2 separate regions of the Mus musculus genome follow, and region 1 is linked to region 2. Evidence: chromatin contacts called from public Hi-C data. All regions are on one chromosome and are shown on one strand. The core of a region is the stretch at or near the end of the contact, and the rest is flanking DNA. Distances in the headings are between cores, read along the strand shown. Region 1 overlaps 1700018A04Rik (RIKEN cDNA 1700018A04 gene). Region 2 has its middle 55 kb from the start of Gm23351.

Region 1 (5,557 bases), core at 1,918-4,417, 97 kb before region 2:
TCCTTTTTGTTAGGTCCCTCCGACCCCAGTCACTCTAAATCAATAAATCAGCAAGAGTCTCCAGTTCTCCAGGGAGAGTGGATCCCACCCTGAGATTTTGTCATGGATCCAATCTGTTTCTTGTTAATGGACATTTATAGGATTTCTCATCTCTGCTCCTCCACTGTGCAGGCCACAGAGGACGACCTTGCTGCATGCAAAGATACTCGTTCCAGAGAGGGCGTGCATCCGAGCACACTTACACACCGAAGCTGTGATTACTTTCATTAGTGATGACACCCAGAATTACACACTCATGAGGGGCCGATTTCTCTGAATTCAGATTGAGCTGGCAGTCACCCAAGACCCTGTCATTTCTGCACATGCCGTTATTCAGCCGTATTATCTTTCTTATCTTGTTCTTATGCAATTGTTTTTCCGAACTCTTAAGTGTAGGATTGATTTACAGAGCCTGTTAAATTCTATCCTGTAAACTTTAGACTATTGCTACTACCTATCATGATAACGTTGGTTGTTGACTTTGTCACCTAGTGTATACCCCGGCCTCTCAGGTTTCCTTTGTCTTTGTGTTGGTGAGTGCCCTGTTTCTATCCACCTGCCCATTCGGTGACTAAGATTCACTGGGTGCCCTTGGATGTGCCAGGTAGGGGCCTCGGTGCCACGGATATAGCAATGAATAATAATAATAATAATAAACCTTGTCTTCCTAGAATCTTCATAAGTGCAGACTCAGATGCCAGGCAGAGATAGCAGTAATGTGTGTGGCATCAAAGGTTCCAAGTGCCAAGGAGAAAAGTAAACCAGTGGAGTGGGGCAGAAAGTGAAGAGACTTTGACAATTTTAGAGTAGATGGCAAAAACCCCCACCTCCCAAAACCACCCCCTAAAGAACAAATCACCACCACCACCACCATCATCATCTTCCCCATCACCTGGTGAGAAGTGTTGTATAATAATTCACTGGAAACTACAGTGGAAAATAATTCTTTGATCGGTTACTAGACCTCTCCCCAAAGGTTGACACTGGTCATTCACTGGCACCTTAGAGACGGAGCTGATTCATCCACTGGATTCCCCTGCCATTTAAGTAATCTTGTCTCCCTTTCTGTGGAGATTCTTAGGTCTACTTTACGGTATATTGAAACGTTGACTCTGCCTTTGTGGCGCCTCCCTGATGTTATCTAGTAAAACACGCAGAAGTGAGTTTCCCATGCTAAGGCGCTTGCTGCTCCTTAACTTGGAGTCGCTCCCTTTTCACCAAGTGGCGCACTGGGAAGTGATGGTTTCTTGGTGCAAAGGAAGAAAGATAACCCAGGCCACTTTCCATCTTTACAGACCTTGCCTAGAAAGTAACAAGACTCTGCTTTCTCTCTCCCCTGGTAAATGTGGACAAGTGTAACTGTATAATAAACATGTCTTTTGGCTCCATCAAATCAGCGCAACACCCTGGGCATCACAGCCTCAGAACCAGGCTGCCAAGGGCTGATACTTTTCTTCCAGGTTCTACCTGCCAGGTGGCTCTCCAGGTGTGTCCTGTGATTCCCCACGCTCGCCTGCAGGCTGCACTGTTGCCGTGGTTATCTCCCAGGCTACCACAGCAGGCAATTCAAACAGGTTGTGTCAACACTGCAGGTAGACACTGAATCCGCACCAGCCAAGGCTGAAAACGGTTGCAGCCGTGAGAACTGTGGACTCTGAGAAGCAAGGAAAGGTGGGTGTTTCCACTCGGACCCCTGGGTTGTGGTGAGAAAGTGCACCAGTTAACACCTTCGGCCCCAGTTTCTTTCTCTGTAGAGCAAGTGGACATCTAAATCTAAGACCCGAAGCCTGACGTTTTCAAAGTACCTTTTGTTTCATTACTGTTAAAGAGAATTTTGGTCATGTATACAGTGTGTTTGGATCAAGTCCAGACCCATTGTCCCTCCACTCCACTTTCTCCCCCACCCATCCAGCCACGATTCCCTCCAAACTTCATATTGTTTTTCTTAACCCTAGGAGCCCACTCAGAGCTCCAAGAGTGCGCATGCGTGGAGGACCACCTACTGAAGCATGGCTATCTTTCACGGACACATTCCTGAAGAAAAGTAACTCTTTTTTTTTTTTTTTTCCCCAGCAGCCATCCTTTACCAGGAGTTTCTCACCTAGTGGAGTTTTCTGGTCATCTCTGGACTTCAGGCTGGGATTTGTGTTGGGCTCCATCTTGCCCGAGTCTTGTGCCTGTAGTCACAGATGCGCTCAGTTCCTATGTGTAACTGCTCTCCTGTCTCTGGAAACCACTGTTTGGCTATTGTCATCCCATGGCTCCTACAATTTTTTCTACTCCCTCTTCCTTGATCATCTGTTGTTTAACTTGCTGAGCCTTTGGAGGAAAGGCTGTGATATAGATATTTGAAGTCTCGTAGGCTCTGCACCCTGACCAGATGTGAATCTCTGTACTAACTGGCACCTATTGCTCCGGAAGACGCTTCATCTATGAAAGTAGATGTATGGGCATAATGATCTCAGTAAAAAGCAGTTAGAGCCTTGGGAGCCTAGTGCTCACTTTATGATTATTTTACTCCAAGGAAACCTAGCTGTGTGGATGCATCCGACAGTTCTCTTGCTGACCAGGGAAGGTTGGGACAGATCAGAGGCTAGGAGCACAGAGACCCTGAAGCGGGAGCCTCCCAGTCAACAGCCCAAGAGTAGGAGTTTAAATGGTGGCAACCAGGGGAGAGACAGTTGCAGAGTCCCCAACCCCTGGGCTCTGCACTTTGCTTCCATCTTGCACGCCTCCGTTTTCCTTTGCACTACTTTCCCCCTAAAACCTCATTTCCTTTTTCAACGCCCACAGTGGGGCAGTGTGCAAAGAATAAAAATATGTCTCCTTTGCTACAAACGGGAATACAGACCCTGTTGGAGTGGCACCTTGGCCCAATGGCCCTTTGTTCTGCTTCTTAATGACTAATTATCATGCTATGAAGTGCTTATGCAACCGTCATGGAGTTGCCGCCCTCCTGCTGGAGAGGCTGGACGTGTGTAATCCTCAGAAGCCATGACTGGCTCTTGGAGTTGTGCAAGGAGTAATTACCGAATCCAGCCGAGGCTTGCTTCTTATTACAGGCTCCAGGCCTTACCCCCACTAGCTTTACATGCTCGTTAATATTTAAACTGCCAAGCAGCAGCAGAATATTTTGTAAGCTTCAGGAATGGCCCCAGGACTCAGTGCCGGCCTAGGACCCAGGACAGGCCGGTTAGGAGAGGGCAAGAGATCACGTTCAGGTGGGATTTCTTTGGGGACGTTTGTCCTTTTACAAATGTCGGCCCTGGAAGGGCTCTAACTTCCCTCCCTTAGCTAGAGAAAAGAAATTAAACATCGCCAGTCTTCTTAAGCCTTCTCATTTTTTTTTTTTAAATTATAATTTCTTCTTGTGGTGCTAGGGGTGGGTCTGAGGGTCCCATGCTTGCTGGGCAAGTGTGCTGTTGACAGCTACATCTCCAGCCCCAGGTTTCTCAATTAAAAAAAAAAAAAAAAAAAGGATTGCTTCTTTAAAAAAATTCAGGACAATGCCTCATCACCTTATAAAGCCTACCTTAAATAAATGTTTCCTTTAGTTTTTGGTTAGCTACTAGAATATTAAGGGAAGAAAAGAAAGGTTTAGTTTGGTGAACCATCCCCTCTGGACAGGGGCACACACACACACACAGACACACACACACACACACACACACTCCCCAAAGCCTGATTTTACCCTGCCCCAGGGCAGCAAGCTCAGACCTCATTCTGTGGCCTTTGGAAGGTTAGCTCTTGACCTCCGGAGCGTCTGACTCCTCTCTTCAGAGGCAGGCCGGTCCTCTGTCTGTCTGTGTGCTCTGGTGGCGCCTATCCCTGTGGGATCTGGGCACAGAGACAAAACCAGCAGGCAAAATACACATTCATGCATTTGGGGAGGAAATACACGGCTTCCTGGAGTCTGCCTGGCCTGAAGCTAGAGGAGCCTTTACCCAGTGTGCTTTTCAGAGACTGAGGAAGAGACTAGACAAAGCCGACCAACTGTGGAGCCTCTTCTTGATTTCATTTATGAGAAAGCACAGTTAGTTTCTGTGACGGTTGGGGAGACGCTGCAGTTTTAAAGGGTCTCTTCTTTCCTTTTCTTCTGTTTCTCCTTCCCTTCCTTCTTCCCTCCCTCCCTGAAGCCTTCCCTCCTTCACCTCACTCTTGCTTCCCCTCAGTTTTCTGTAATTTAGTGATTTAAATAGCAAATCACCACAGACTCACGGTAAAACGACGTTTTCATTCAGAATAAGAAAGTAAATGAGAAAACATCCCTCTACACCCCAGATTTCTCTGGCCCTACTATTACCAGAGGGAATTTGAATGTCAGCCTTTCTTAGACATTTTCTTACATCTTCCTCTGTGTGCAAATGTTCCTGTACATGGCAGTATCTGTGGACCGATAGTTAAAGATCTTCAGGGCAAGCCTTTGTTTCCTTCAATGTTAATGTGTGGTTTCTACCACTGGCCTTTCCCAAAGGACAGTGTTTCTTAGACATGTTTCCTCAGCACTCTGCAGAGTCTCTCAGGCACTTGGCCCTGCAGCCTACTGTGTTTATACACCCTAGAAATTGAGCCCGTTTCTTAAACTGACATTAGATTCTTTTCCATTTGGGGAGATCACAAATACTACTGCACACACCCTGGTATGAGTGTACCGGTGCCCAGTGAAAGAGCATTCCCTGAGGGTAAATTCCTAGCCATGGAATTGCTGGGTCAAAGGCTATGTGCACTTTACATTTTAATAGATATTGCCAAATTGCCCTGCGAAAAGGTTGCTCCAATTTACAACCCCATTAACATTGTGCGAACTGCCTGTTTCCTCAAAGCCTTACCAACTCTCTGCTCTACCTCACTTTTAAGTATTTGCCAATAGGCAATAGATGGCAGGTCATTATCATTTACATTTGCATTTTAATTACAGAAAAAGAACCTTGTTTCACGTGTTTATCGCTTATTTGCCACAAACTACTGTTGTTGTTGTTTGTAAATAAAACAATGATTTCATTCATTTCTTTTTTATTTTAGCTATTTAAAATTAATAATCAAAACTATGATTTCTCACCAGTATTTATTAGTTAGAAAGGCCACAATTTTTCTCTGTTTTCTCCTCCTCCTCCTCCTCCTGCTCCTCCTCCTCTTCCTCCTCCTCCTCCTCCTTCTTCCTCTTCTTCTTCCTCTTCTTCTTCTTCTCCTCCTCCAGTAGAGGTTGACAGTATTTATGGAGTCAAAGGACATGCCCTTCTTTTGGTAGCAATAAGAGTTTGTGCCATTCTCTGGTGAGTCCTCCTGAACAGGGACTTGGGATGGTGTCCTTAATTTCTGCTATGAATATCCTTATACCTTTTCTTTTATATATATATATATGTATATATGCATATATGTATATATAAAATCAGGTATTCTCTTCATTTACATTTCAAATGCTATCCCAAAATACCCTCCCCCCTCCCCTTCACACCCACTCCCACTTCTTGGCTCTGGTGTTCCCCTGTACCGAGGCATATAAAGTTTGCAAGACCAA
Region 2 (6,188 bases), core at 2,672-5,171:
TGGTGAGATTTCTGTGTTAGAGCCTTTCTTTTTTTTTTTTTCCATTTTTTATTAGGTATTTAGCTCATTTACATTTCCAATGCTATACCAAAAGTCCCCCATACCCACCCACCCCCACTCCCCTACCCACCCACTCCCCCCTTTTGGCCCTGGCGTTCCCCTGTACTGGGGCATATAAAGTTTGTGTGTCCAATGGGCCTCTCTTTCCAGTGATGGCCGACTAGGCCATCTTTTGATACATATGCAGCTAGAGTCAAGAGCTCCGGGATACTGGTTAGTTCATAATGTTGTTCCACCTATAGGGTTGCAGATCCCTTTAGCTCCTTGGGTACTTGTTAGAGCCTTTCTTAAGTGCAGACTTTGATGAGGACATAGAACCAACATAAGTGAGCAACTATTTCACATGAACTATGTTGGGACATCAGGAGTGAGGGAGAGAGAGTGAGGAGAGGGGACAGAGCCAAAGAACTCAGTCAAGCTTTGGATGGTGCAGTCACTTCCTAGAGGGTTGGGGTAGATATTCTACTGTTTCTTGCTATTTCCTGGAGTAGGTGTGTCCTAACAGAGGTGTGCTCAGTATGGTGATAGATGTAAGGTGTTTTCAGTACAGTGGTAGATGTGAAAGTTTCTTTCTATTTCTGTAGTTACTTATTCACAACATTAAACCCTCCTTGCTTAGAACCTTGCTCACTCTGATCTTCCCATGCTTAACATAAGACTTAGGCAGAATTTGTCTTAGGATTATCTACGAAGAAAGGTTTTGTCAAGCAAACCATCAGTTAAAGCAAACCACAGGTGGATATGCTAAAGTATTTGAGAGAGAGAGAGAGAGAGAGAGAGAGAGAGAGAGAGAGAGAGAGAGAGAGAGAGAGGACTTCAGAATATTTCATGAATAGAGAACCCAAAACCCACTGGATCTTAATTGAGAATTTCAGGGAAATGGATTCTGTGCTCAAATGGGTTCTTACTATATCAGTGTTCCTTTGAAATGTCTATTGGGGTGCCCTTGTGACACATTTATAAAGTGCCACTTTGGAAGGATCTGGTCCTTATAACTGTGACTATGAGATGCTGGTTCCTTGGACACCCTATGTAAGTGCTCTACTACTGAACTGCATCCTTAGCCCTAAAACATCTTCACTACATAAATCTATTATTGAACCTCTGAAGTTAGGGTCTGGAGTGCCAAGACCCTGCATTAAGGCAGAGTGTTTTTTGGTAGGTGCTGGAGCCTTTAAGAGATGCAGCCTGGTAGAAGTTCCTCTGTAGGGACTGGAGACACTCCTGTCTTCTTCCTTGCTTTTGCTTTCCTGCTTTGAGTGGAGTATTTGGTCATGAGCTCTCCTGCCGTGATTTGCTGTTTACATGCATCCCCCCAAAACTACCAGCCTTCCAACGATGCAGCAACACAGGCCAGGACAACCGTTTTCTCTAGCTAGTCCATTATCTGCATAGTAGTTGTATTTGTTCTTCTAGCAACAGAAGGCTGACTGACTCATCCAGCATTGATAGATGTGGTCTAGTTCAATGCATTTTCTGAAATCTGTGGGTCAGTCTTATCACTAAATGGAGGGAATGGTTACTTGCGTACCTCCTTCTCTCCTCTCTAACTTGGCTTTGTTCTGATGATAGTCCACTTGTGTTAAGAACTTCAGGTCAACCTATGAAGAGAGATGATTGAAAGGACATATTTATTTCTGTGTTAAAGAGCACCTGGACTTTAAGTTTAAATTTAGTGTGATGTGACTGTTTTGTAGGTGCTCTTATTCTTACTTTTTTCTTCCGTTGCGGTTTCTGCAGGGCAGATTCTTGGCAATGGCAGCTGGAAAGAAGGTACTCTTAGACAATCATTAGTTGCCATGCTAGTAAAATTTTATATTTTGTTCTAAGCTACAAAGACAGTTTGGATAGAGTGGAGGGTGCGGTCTGCTATGAGACTAAACAAAGCGAAGGTCATTCTAAGGGTTGGAAGTCTCTGTCACATGTCTGCAAACTCTAGTGAGGAGGGACTTGGATGAAAGGAAAAGTAGCATTTTGGTGGCTTTGGGGACTCTACTACAGTACTGGCATTTGAAACCTTGATGCTTTTGGTCTGGTACTCTTGGTTTATAGGTTATCTGATGCTTCCCTGACTATGAAAGTAAAAGCTAGAAGACTCTTCTAACCCGAATCCTAACCCTAACCCTAACCCTAAGGGAGAGGTGGCACAAAAGAATCATATGATTTGTCCTTGACACTTCTGGTGGCTCTTCTCTGTGTTTCTTACTACCCAGGCTTGGTTCAGAGGCCCTAGGCAGGCGAGACATGTTTTCCTGGGTTAGTGCTGACTGTGGCTCTGATGCTCTTCAGCTTTCTCTTCAAGTTCTGTCTGGTAATCAGCATACTTGAGAATCTGGCCAAGTCAAGCCCCACTGTCCTGTCCTCTATAGCCCACTTTCCTGGACCTGTATATAACTCACTTTCCTGGACCTGGTATATAACTCACTTTCCTGGACCTGGTATATAACCCACTTTCCTGGACCTGGTATTAGCCCACTTTCCTGGACCTAGTATATAACTCACTTTCCTGGACCTGGTATATAGTCCACCTTCCTGGACCTGGTAGCCTGCATGCTAGGATGGTGAGCAAGAGGCCTCAGTCATGTTGCTCCTCTCTACCCAGGCCTTCACAGAGAAGCCCTTTCTCCTCCTGCATTTTAGGGGTTGAGGGAAGAATTCAGGCTTCTCACTCTGTGGCTTTGGTGAAGGGTTTGAAGGTTTCATAAATCTAGGACTTGTTTCTGGAAAATGCTTAGACAAACAAGTCCAATGACACATATCTGTCTGTCTGTCTGTATGTATGTCTATCTTCCTTCTCCTTCTCCTTCTCCTCCCCCTCCCCTCCCCCTCCCCCTCCTCCTCCTCTTCCTTCTTCTTCCTCTTCTTCTTCTTCTTCTTCTTCTTCTTCTTCTTCTTCTTCTTCTTCTTCTTCTTCTTCTTCTTCTTCTTCTTCTTCTTCTTCTTCTTCTTCTCAACCAAATCTATGCAACCCATTCTTAGTTAATCTACTTTTGAAGATTGAACATAAACTGGTGACACTATGTACTAAATGTCTTTTGTCAGCTCTCAAGAATGGAAAGGAAATGACATTGGAGATGAAGTAACAAATGACTCTGAAATGTTTGTTTTAAAGATCAGAGTTATTGGGATGCTTTATGCAGCTCATTGCTCTGATACTGCCCCCACTGGCTAATTTTATATATATATATACACACACACACTGGCTAATAATATATAAACACTCATATATATATATATATATACATATGTACACACATGTACATAATGCACATATGCATATTCACATACATACATATATATTCATATATTTGTATACACATATATAATTAGTAGGTGAAATCAATGATTAAATTTTAAGACTGCCTACATATACACAACAAAGCAAGATTATAGTGACATCAAATCTTCTTGGAGAAGGTAGAGTGCCTGTCTCGATAGACTCAACTTCCTTTCAAGCCATCAGAATATTTAGGATGACAATGCTCTTGATTGAGATCTCTGGATTTTGTTTACAATGTGGAAATACTTTTGCAATCTCAGTGGTTGGATTTTGGTTTCTGACTGTGAAGCAAGTTTTACAGAGGAAGATTATGCAACTGAATGCTGGTGCCAGGGAGTGGAAAGCAGAAAACAAACCACTCTGTGCACTCCTCACCCAAAGTCACCTTTCTCCTGCCTGTTTCTGTGTATCACTCCTGCCAGCTTAGGTCACCGTTATAATTCTTTTCCTTAGCACAAAATTAAATTTGCTAAGTGGCCACTATACTCTGGCTTTTAGAATATAAGCATCAGCTGGAGAGCTCATACCAAAATCTCGTGTGAGTTCCCTGGGAAGCTGTAAGATCTAATCAGAATAGGAAAGCAGAAAAGAACGTACAGCTATCGCTGGGCATGGCTGGCTGTGAAGACATCCGGCTATCTTTGCAACTTTGTTTATTTAATTGGAAGAGAACCAGGAGATTCTGGGAATTTCAGGAAGATTAGGAAATAAATTTCAGTATTTGGTCATTCTCACATCACGGACATTTGTTAAGTAAAATTTTCTTGTTATTTAGACATTTCAAAGTGTTATATCCATTCTTTCTTCTTTCTAATGGCAAAAGAAAATTGGAATTATAAATGTGTGTTGCCATGCCTTTTTTTTCTCACCACCACCATTATCACCTCTTCCTCCTCTTCCTTCTCCTCCTTCTTCTCCTCCTTCATGTCCTCCTCCCTCCTCCTTTGACAGCACTGTTAAACAGTTTTCATTTAGGAAGAAACTTTCTTTTGATTAACCATCCCAGACCTAGTTATCTGCCACGCCTGCTTCTGTACTTCTCTAGTCATCATCGGCCCTGTTTGCATCCGTTTCATTTTGTTATCTGCTCCCAGATTCTCTGCATGTATTCCATGTCTGAAGGTGGTCAGACAGCCTTCAAACTATGGTGATTTTAACCACGAAGATTATGTGTCTGTATATCCCTGGCAGATTTACTTTTGATGATCGCACTCTGGTCCTTTGAACTGTCCTTTCCTGGGCTATGGTAATGTTTGTGGTCCTCCTTTGTCTCCTCACCACTCCCCTTTCTCTCAGCTCTTCCTTCCTAAAATCCAATGTTCTATCAGTGTTAACATTGTCTTGCCCTTAGTAAAAGTCCTTGAGGTACAACTTCCAAGTTGCTACAGACATCTCCACATTCATTCTGTTCACAGTCCTGTATTAATCTATTTTCTGTTACTATGATGAAATATCCAAGGCTGAGAACTTCATTTAAAAAGTAAGTTTTGTGAAGTTGAAATTCCTTGAAAAGCCGCGTGGCTCAGCTGACTCTGTGCCTGAGGCCCCCCAGCTCTGTCGAGGCACAGTAGATGGCATCATGGTGATGGCATCATGGCGATGGCAAATGTGAAAGCAAGTCAGAAAAGGGGAGGACAGGGCTTTTAGCATAGCTTCTCATGAGAACTACTTTAACTCTTTAATGAAGCCCCAACTACACCTTGCCTCTTAAAGGTTCACCTACCTCCCACATCACCATAGTGTGACTTAAGACCTGCTTGACCAACAACAAGTCTTCTGTTTTTAAGTGCTTGCCAATATTTTGCTTAGAAGTATCAGAGCAGTTTTAAATGCAACATGTCTAAAGACAGAGACATGTCTGCTTTTCCTTCTCAGCCCTTTTATTTGCACGAAGAATGGCACATCTTCTAATTTAATAGTTCGAGAGTCTTGACGACAACACTATACCAAAACTGAAAAGATAAGACACTTTGAATCAGCCTTCTGACTTAAAGTGATTTCTCAATCACATTCTTATTAGTGGATCTTGCCACCCATCCACCTACTCATCCATTGTTTCATCCATCTATCTATCCATCCATCCATTCATCCATCTATCCATCCACCCACCTATCCATCCATCCACCCACCTATCCATCCATCCATCCATCCATCCATCCATCCATCCATCCATCCACCCACCTATCCATCCATCCTTCCTTCTATTCACCCACTGATTCATCTATATATCATTCATTTATTCATTCATCTATCCATCCATCCATCCATCCATCCATCCATCTGTCCACCCATCCATCTATCTTCCTACACATATAAAAACTAACCTGCCCATTTCTTTTCTGTGATTTTAATTCAACACTATTGTCATTTTGGACTTGATACTATTTGTTTGGGAAAGTGTCCAGTGTGTTGTCAGATGTTGAACAACACTGTATTCTACTGCCCAATGGGGTATATTAGCACCTCCACCCTTAGTTGTAGCAACCAAAAAATTTTTCAGACACTATGGGTACTTCCTATGGAGCTCACACACCCTTTCCCTCTCAGGAGATTCACTGTTCTATCCTGTTGCCAACACTTCTTCATATAAATTCCATAAAACTGTTGAAGATAGCTATCATTTCATTCTAAATGCTTTATCAATGTATTTCCAAATTAGTCAGTGTTTTATAGGTAACATTATTCAGAATTCTCACTTGAATTTAAAAAATAGTTAAATGAATTGCTAAGCTAAGAACTTCACTATTTTCTGACTAGACGATTCAGTGGTCCTGGAGTTGTGCCCAGAAGAGACTGAAAGGCAGTCTACAGGGTGTCAATCTTTCTGTTTTTCTGCCTCTGACTGTAT

What was found. A called contact is a pair of places that touch in the nucleus more often than the background predicts.
Region 1: a contact with region 2 is called in a Hi-C map of liver, with 5 times the contacts expected there. The contact joins two enhancer-like sites. A contact is called at or near these places in 3 of 39 promoter capture datasets (hippocampal neurons and liver), 4 of 484 Hi-C or Micro-C datasets (3T3-L1-derived adipocytes and liver) and 3 of 115 datasets of contacts at active chromatin or transcription factors (embryonic stem cells, extraembryonic endoderm stem cells and pancreatic cancer cells).

The regions. Positions count from the first base shown.
Region 1 is chr13:31,576,096-31,581,652 of GRCm38.p6, reverse strand. It overlaps 1700018A04Rik (RIKEN cDNA 1700018A04 gene), which reads left to right. Exons shown (of 6, transcript NR_029439.1): 2 at 1,500-1,710; 3 at 1,995-2,083. Among named protein-coding and RNA genes, the nearest start is that of 1700018A04Rik, 3.6 kb to the left of the region's middle. Within about 2 kb of position 3,167, at least 42 of the 459 cell types and tissues checked have an H3K27ac peak or open chromatin away from gene starts, as enhancers often do. A contact at or near this core is called in 3T3-L1-derived adipocytes and liver, where this site is marked.
Region 2 is chr13:31,479,099-31,485,286 of GRCm38.p6, reverse strand. No RefSeq gene overlaps it. Among named protein-coding and RNA genes, the nearest start is that of Gm23351, 55 kb to the right of the region's middle. Within about 2 kb of position 3,921, at least 12 of the 459 cell types and tissues checked have an H3K27ac peak or open chromatin away from gene starts, as enhancers often do. A contact at or near this core is called in 3T3-L1-derived adipocytes and liver, where this site is marked.